2 separate regions of the Anas platyrhynchos genome follow, and region 1 is linked to region 2. The links are chromatin contacts, called in public Hi-C maps. All regions are on one chromosome and are shown on one strand. Each heading gives the region's core, a stretch centred on a gene start, on an enhancer-like site or on the middle of the called end of the contact. The rest is flanking DNA. Distances are from core to core; before and after follow the strand shown.

Region 1 (3,860 bases), core at 1,119-3,618, 230 kb before region 2:
AAAAAACCAACAAAAAAAATCAACACTCCAAATCTCTCAGCAAGCGACAGCTGTGGCTTTAATGGACTATTATTAAAATGAGATGTATATACAAACTACCTACAGAAACTAAAAAAAAGAATAATAAAAAAAATAGATAAAAGATGCTAGTAACCTATAAATGCTAAAGGTTTTTATCCCAGTCCCCCAAAATATTGATGGAATGAGTGGAATACTGTAACATACCATAAACATCCCCATTATACAACTGCTGCTGTGGCCTGGTGCTGCTTTGAACGATCTGCCTCTAGTGCTGCAGGAAAGCCACTGGACTCATTTCTCTCTCCTGCCCCCCTGCCAAACCCCCTGAGTCCACTAGCATGGGGCTGTAAGCCTCACCACAAACCTGTATGTTTTTCTACTACCACTGAAGATATTCTTGAATGTCTGCGCATTCCTGTGACTTGAAATAAGTTCTGAGTGTGCACAAAATGCTGCATCAACATTGAAAACCGTATCTCCAGTGCACCTACAGATCCAGACACATCTCTGGCTGATGATACTTGCCTCAGCTCAGCGCTAGGTCTCTTTCCATAGGTACCTCTGTGAACTTCAGTTCACAGCAGCTGAAACGCAAGAACATTTGCTAGAGATAAAATATGTGAGAGAGCATTATATGCTCTGAATTCTCAGTTACACAGGAGCCAGACACATCCAAATGCCATACTTGGCTGCTAAGAGATACTTTGAAAACTCCTCCCTACTTCAGGTCAGTCTCTTGAAGGCAGTACTGCGGAAAGCAGAATCAAATTTCGTTCTTCAGATGCCTGACAAATGCACTCAGGCAATTTTTGCTTCGATGGGTTAAGGCACCTTTCCCAGCTGCTCACACCTCCCCGCTGCCTGACCCCAGCACAGGCAGCAGAGCTGGACGAAGGAGACGTGTGCCTGCTCCCAGCTGCCTCCAACGCCAACGCTGATTTGTACCAAGCCGCCGGTGTGTGTGCCTGCTGCTGCTGAGCTCTGGGCACCTTATGTTATTATTAGGGTACTGGTATTAGTGGTATTACATAATGATAGCTACCTATATGTTTATTTAAACATATATCACATACTGACTGTATGCATGTAAATGCATGCAGATATGTATTACATAAACTGTGTCAGTGCATTTACATGTCTATGCACATCTCTGCATTGGTGGAGCAATGCATACATGCTAAACAAGCAAATCAGATTTTTTTTTTTTAATAAAATATCCACATTTCTGGACCAGCGGCTTCTGTGTGTACGTGCACAAGTGCCTGTGGAATTTGGTCCTTCGCTTACATAAATTGTAGGAGGCACTGCTTAGGAAAGCAGAGTTTGTGTGAGCAACACATTGCCTCAGCATCCCTGCTTTAGTCATGCTGTTTAGAATTCAGTGGTGACAAAAGCTATAGTCTCCCTCCAATATTAAATATAACTCTGCTTAAATGTGGAAAAGTAGTGCCAATTTCTTAAGCGAGAGCTGAAGCTCAGCTCCATTTTTTCCTGTGACAATTTTAGAAAATTGCCTAAAAGGTTGCAGAGTTGATTCTGTTGACTCCGTATTTAGTAACACTAACACTGTATCCTCCCTCATGTCACTTTGGATCCGGCAAGGCTCAGCGACTCTTGCCCACCTGCCTGGAGCTGGATAGCTCCTGAGAGTGGCTTTCTCAGCCCTTTTAGTGCCAAAAGAGCATGTTGAATCAAGAACAGATTTGATCTCTGTGAAAGATATTTTAAAAATAAAATAGGTTTGGGAGAAACTAAGTCTGTAGTATTTTAATCGAAAATCGCTGAAGTATGTCGTCTGAAACGTAGGTGTAAATTAGTGCATGGTGAGTCCCACCGCACAGCGCTCACACCTGGGCTGCCAGGGGTCCTAGCTCCGTTTTCTGGCTTTTACACACGGTTGATCCCATGGAAGGGCTGAGACGAGGGAGAATCCGATGTCGTTTGCCGGCTTTCCTGCCTGCGATAGATCCCGGCCAGAACCTCTCGGGGCAGTGACCGAGCTGGGCTCCATCTCCGATCCTTGCAGAGGGCAAACGCGGCCGTCCCGCTGCCCCCCAGCTTCCATCAGCCCCGGGGTCGAGGGGGGCACTGCCCCGCTCCCCTCTATGGGACGAGGGGGACTTTCCGTCCAAAGAGTCCCCGGCGGGGCTGCTCTCGGCGCAGTGATGGCCAGGACGCCTCTTTTGGGCAAGGATGCGGGTATGTATGTGTGTAGGGGGGGTGATGGAGCGGTGCGGGGCATCCCCCCAGTCCCCTCCATCCCGTTCTCCCCGCTCCCCTCCGGCCGGGACGGGGCGTCCCCGGCATCGAGCATGCTCAGAGGGCGGCGGGGGCGGGCGGCCCGGCCCGGGGAGGGGGCGGCGGGGAGCAGGAGGGGGGGGGCGCAGCTCGGCGGAGCTCGGGGATCGCAGCCGGCGGCCCGGGCGGGCGCCACCTCGGGCGGCGGAGCGCGGAGCCACCCGGCGGGGAGCGAGGAGAAGGGAACCGGGCAGGGGGAAACCGGGCAGGAGACAGCCGGGCAGGGGGCTCCCGAGAAGGAGAAGAGCAAACGGAGCCGCGAAGACCGGGCATGGGGAGGCGCTGAGCCCGCGGAGGGCAGCCGGGGGGCGGCGGGGCGGGGGGCAGCGGCCCTATGGGGCTGGGGCGGCGCTGGCTGCTCGGTGCTCCCCGGTCTCCGCCGCCCCGCCGCCGGGAACCGGGAGCCGCCAGCCATGCTGCGGGGCGGCCGGAGCCCGCTGCAGCCCGCGGCGGGGTCCCCCGGAGGGGTCCGGCTGTCGTCGGGAGCCCCCGGGGCGGCGCAGGTGGCGGCGGGCAGTTTGCTCGCTCTGCTCATCCTCTGGACGCTGTTTGGGAACGTGTTGGTGTGCGCGGCCATCGTCCGCTACAGGCACCTGAGGAGCAAGGTCACCAACATCTTCATCGTGTCCCTGGCCGTGTCGGACCTGCTCGTGGCTCTGCTCGTCATGCCCTGGAAGGCGGTGGCGGAGGTGGCCGGGTATTGGCCCTTCGGGGCTTTCTGCAATGTCTGGGTGGCCTTCGATATTATGTGCTCCACGGCCTCCATCCTCAACCTGTGCGTGATTAGCGTGGACAGGTACTGGGCGATCTCGAGCCCGTTCCGCTATGAGAGGAAGATGACCCAGCGGCTGGCTCTGCTGATGATCGGTGTGGCGTGGGCTCTGTCCGTGCTCATCTCCTTCATCCCCGTTCAGCTCAACTGGCACAAAGGTGGGGATGCTGCTGCTGTGGCTGTCGGGGATTTCAGAGATGGGTTTGGCGCTGGCTGGGCAGCAGCGGGTGCTGTCACCACCTGGGCGGAAGACTTGAGCACCACGTGGGTGGCATTAGCAGCAATGACACCCTCCGATGGGACCTCCGGCAGCAACGATACCCTCTCTGGACCATCAGAGAGCTGTGACTCCAGCCTCAACAGGACTTATGCTATTTCCTCCTCCTTGATCAGTTTTTACATCCCGGTGGCTATCATGATAGTTACCTACACCCGGATCTACCGCATTGCCCAGGTGCAGATCCGTCGGATCTCTTCCCTGGAGAGGGCAGCCGAGCACGCGCAGAGCTGCCGGAGCAACCACGTTGACTGCCACCATCACACAAGCCTCAAGTCCTCCATCAGGAAAGAAACCAAAGTGTTGAAGACTCTCTCTGTTATCATGGGTGTCTTTGTCTGCTGCTGGTTGCCGTTCTTCATTTTGAACTGCATGGTTCCCTTCTGCGAGAGCCCACCAAGCGACCCCCACGCAGGTCTTCCCTGCGTCAGCGAGACCACCTTTAATATATTTGTCTGGTTTGGTTGGGCCAACTCCTCTCTCAACCCCATC
Region 2 (3,550 bases), core at 623-3,122:
ACTCTGGGCAGCCTGTTCCAGTATTTAATTTTCCTCACAGACATTTCTTTTTCTTTAGATCAAGTCTGAACTGCCCGTGCATTAATCTGTGACTGTCATCTTTTGTTCTCCTAATGTGTACTGTAATAAAATGCCTTGTTCTGTCTTCTCAGTTGTCTCTTATGAATGGGAAACTTGATACTAGTCTCCCCTGAAGCCATCTCTTCTCTAGGCTGAACAAGCCCAGCTTCCCCAGCACCTCTTCTTAGGGAGGTGCTCCAGCCACAGACCATCTTGGTGTCCCTCCTCTGGGCTGCTTCATCTACTTTTCTTGTAGTATGTGGACCAAAAGTGGACACAATAAAATGGATTCAGAAACGCACGACTTTCATTTAAAAAAAAAAAATCCTTCTACTGATGTGTTCTGCAAAATGTGGTTGAGAACTAAGTAGGAAATTCTGAGCTTCAGTGCTTTACAGGTTATGAAAATCTAACTAGTCAGATTAAGGAGTTACTTATTTTAAAGAACTATTCAATACTACAGGTTAGGGGTATTTCAGCCTTTGAGCAGAGCAGGCTGAGGGGAGGCCTCATGGCATCCTGCATGAAGGGAGCAGAGGGGCAGGCGCCGAGCTCTGCTCTCTGGGGACAGCGACAGGACCCGAGGGAACAGCATAGAGCTGGGACAGGGGAGGGTCAGGCTGGGGGTTAGGGAAAGGTTCTGCACCCAGAGGGTGGTCGGGCACTGGGACAGGCTTCCTAGGTCAGTGATCAAGGCACTGAGCCTGCCACAAGAAGCATTCAAGAAGCATTTGGACAACACACTCAGACGCATTGTCTGATTTTGGGGTGGCTCTGTGTGGAGTAAGGGGTTGAAACTGGATGACCCTTCCAACCCAAATCATTTTACAATTCTATCCTTCCAGGTTCCTTCCAACACCAGATATTCCATGATTCTATGACCATGAGAAAGTTTTATTGTTCATAAGATCAGAGTTTCTAAAGAAATAAATTCACTGTATTGAGGGAAATATTTCCTAGAGATGAGGAATTCCCTAACCATAAACATCACAATTTTTTCCACCTTTTTAGCAAAACTTCGTTAGTGATGAGTGATCAGATGCTGGGCTAACTGTATGCTCCACTGATTCAATACGTCATTTTTACCTCTCCTCATCATGATGCTCCATCTTCCAACTGCAGAAGACTGATTCCTACTTATCTTTCACTAGTGTTTTTTAGAGAAACCTTTTTAATTTTTATTGTTTTTTATTATTTACTTTTATTCTTTATTTTTTTTCCCCTGGGTCAGTACGAGATAGAACAAGGGAGTTTTCTTTGAAGGCTGAAAAATCCTTCACCCTGTACATGAAGAAGACAGGCACCAATGAAATTCTGACATGGCTGAATAAGGCCCTTCATCACTCTCATGGAAAAATGCAAGGCATGCCAAGTGTAAAGAGGATGGTGCCCTGTGGTTCCCCACAAACAGTGCATGTGAAACTAACAACGGGAGGCCCTTCCAGCCTTCCTGTCAGCAACGTGCACAGATGAGGATATCCACTAACGTATATTGTTAAATATAACATTACACAGGGACAGGGTGTAGGGATATGACATTCCTTGTGGGTGTTGGGGATTTTCCTAAGGAATTAATGTTTCCTCCTAGCTGAGGAAGTTTTCTTCCCTGCCTGATCCTCTCTGCTGAGGCATCAGTCCTTGGCTGAAATGATAGTACTAAAAACAGGCTGAAGAAAATGGCAAATGTTTTTACAGCATCAAGAGCAAAAGGTTTATGTTTGTAAATACTGCAAAGTACAGGCCTCTGCCAGAAAGGCACTAAAAGCCCTGCAGCAGGAGTCAGCTGTCCTCCTGGAGACGTGGTGGCAACGACATCTAGTGTTAAGAACTCAAATAGGAGGTTTCAAACTAAAACCAAGTGAAATCATGTCCATGGACATGGATGCATTAGAAGAAGTCCAGAGGAGGGCCACGAAGATGATCAAGGGGCTGGAGCACCTCTCCTACAAAGACAGGCTGAGGAAGCTGGGATTGTTCAGCCTGGAAAAGAGACCTTATAGTCACTTTCCAGTACCTAAAGGAAGCCTACAGGAAAGCTGAGGAGGGACTGTGTCAATGAGTGTAGCGATAGCGCAAGGTGTAATGGCTTTAAACTAAAAGAGGATAGGTTTAGATTAGATATTTGGATATATTATTTTTTTTTCTGTGAGGGTGTTGAGGCACTGGAACAGGTTGCCCACAGAATTTGTGGATGCCCCATCCCTGGAAGTGTTTAAGGCCAGGTTGGATGGGGCTTTGGGTAACTTGATCTCGTGGAAGGTGTATGTGCCCAGGCAGGGAGGTTGGAACTGGGTGATCTTTAAGGTCCCTTCCAACCCAAATCATGCTATGATTCTATGACATATCTACCTTATAATGACTAAAAATCCTTCCTTCCTTCCTTCCTTCCTTCCTTCCTTCCTTCCTTCCTTCCTTCCTTCCTTCCTTCCTTCCTTCCTTCCTTCCTTCCTTCCTTCCTTCCTTCCTTCCTTCCTTCCTTCCTTCCTTCCTTCCTTCCTTCCTTCCTTCCTTCCTTCCTTCCTTCCTTCCTTCCTTCCTTCCTTCCTTCCTTCCTTCCTTCCTTCCTTCCTTCCTTCCTTCCTTCCTTCCTTCCCTCTCTGTCTCTCTCTCTCTTTCTTATTCTGTGTGCTCAGCAGAAACCTAGTATTTTCTTTGGGGTCTCTCCAACTATATCCCTGGCATGTCCAGCAAAGTAATGTCTCCTGGTGGACACAAGGTTTTCCGCTTCCAGTATCCCACCACTTCCTCCTCCTGTCATGGAGCTGGACAGTCAAGAGATATTGACCTGATCTGTTGATAAAGAAGTATCATTTCGTATGAGTTTTGCTTTTTAAGGATTATACCTAAAAGAAGTTAAAAAGAAAACCTTAATTTTAAGAGTAAAGTCAGCAGTTAAACAGTTGGGGTTATTATTCTCCTGCTTGGATAGCAGCTCAAACATTATCTGGTCCTTTTTGCAAGAGACCTGAATTTTCAGTGCACCAGCATTTCCAGTTCCCTGAAGTGACTTCAAGGGCTTTTTACAGTGATCAGGATTCTAGGACTGCTGTCATCTGGGCTGGTTAAATAAAGGAGGATGTGGAAGAAATTATTCAGCCACTTATAAATGTTCCTGGACAACAAAGATGTTCCAGCAGTGAATTTCTCTCTCTAAATGAAATCAGATGCTGGTTTATCCTTTTGAGGAGAATACATTTTAGTCTCAAGAGTAGAGTACCACTGTGACACATAGATCATAAGATCAAGTAAAAAATGTGAACTGTGAATAGCTTATATGTGTAAACAGCAATAACGAAGACATGTAGTTCTACACTGTGCATAGATTTTTATTTATTTATGGTCAGAGTGGTCACTGCCTCTTTATAAAATTTCCTGCTTGGAATTTTCACTTTTCAAAATGTAAGTCAATGTTCAATGAGCAAACATAAAAAATAACAGACAGTTATAGACTAGTCTTCTCCAAGTAAACGTGACACAACAAAACAGTAAG

The links. A called contact is a pair of places that touch in the nucleus more often than the background predicts.
Region 1: a Hi-C map of liver shows a contact between it and region 2, with 2.2 times the contacts expected there. The contact joins the promoter of DRD5 here to the enhancer-like site in region 2. A contact is called at or near these places in 3 of 8 Hi-C or Micro-C datasets (liver, skeletal muscle and subcutaneous adipose tissue).

The regions. Positions count from the first base shown.
Region 1 is chr4:66,363,731-66,367,590 of IASCAAS_PekinDuck_T2T, reverse strand. It overlaps DRD5 (dopamine receptor D5), which reads left to right and starts at 2,368. Exons shown (of 1, transcript XM_021272378.4): 1 at 2,368-3,860. The coding sequence starts at 2,733.
Region 2 is chr4:66,134,918-66,138,467 of IASCAAS_PekinDuck_T2T, reverse strand. No RefSeq gene overlaps it. Among named protein-coding and RNA genes, the nearest start is that of WDR1, 21 kb to the left of the region's middle. Within about 2 kb of position 1,872, at least 2 of the 8 cell types and tissues checked have an H3K27ac peak or open chromatin away from gene starts, as enhancers often do.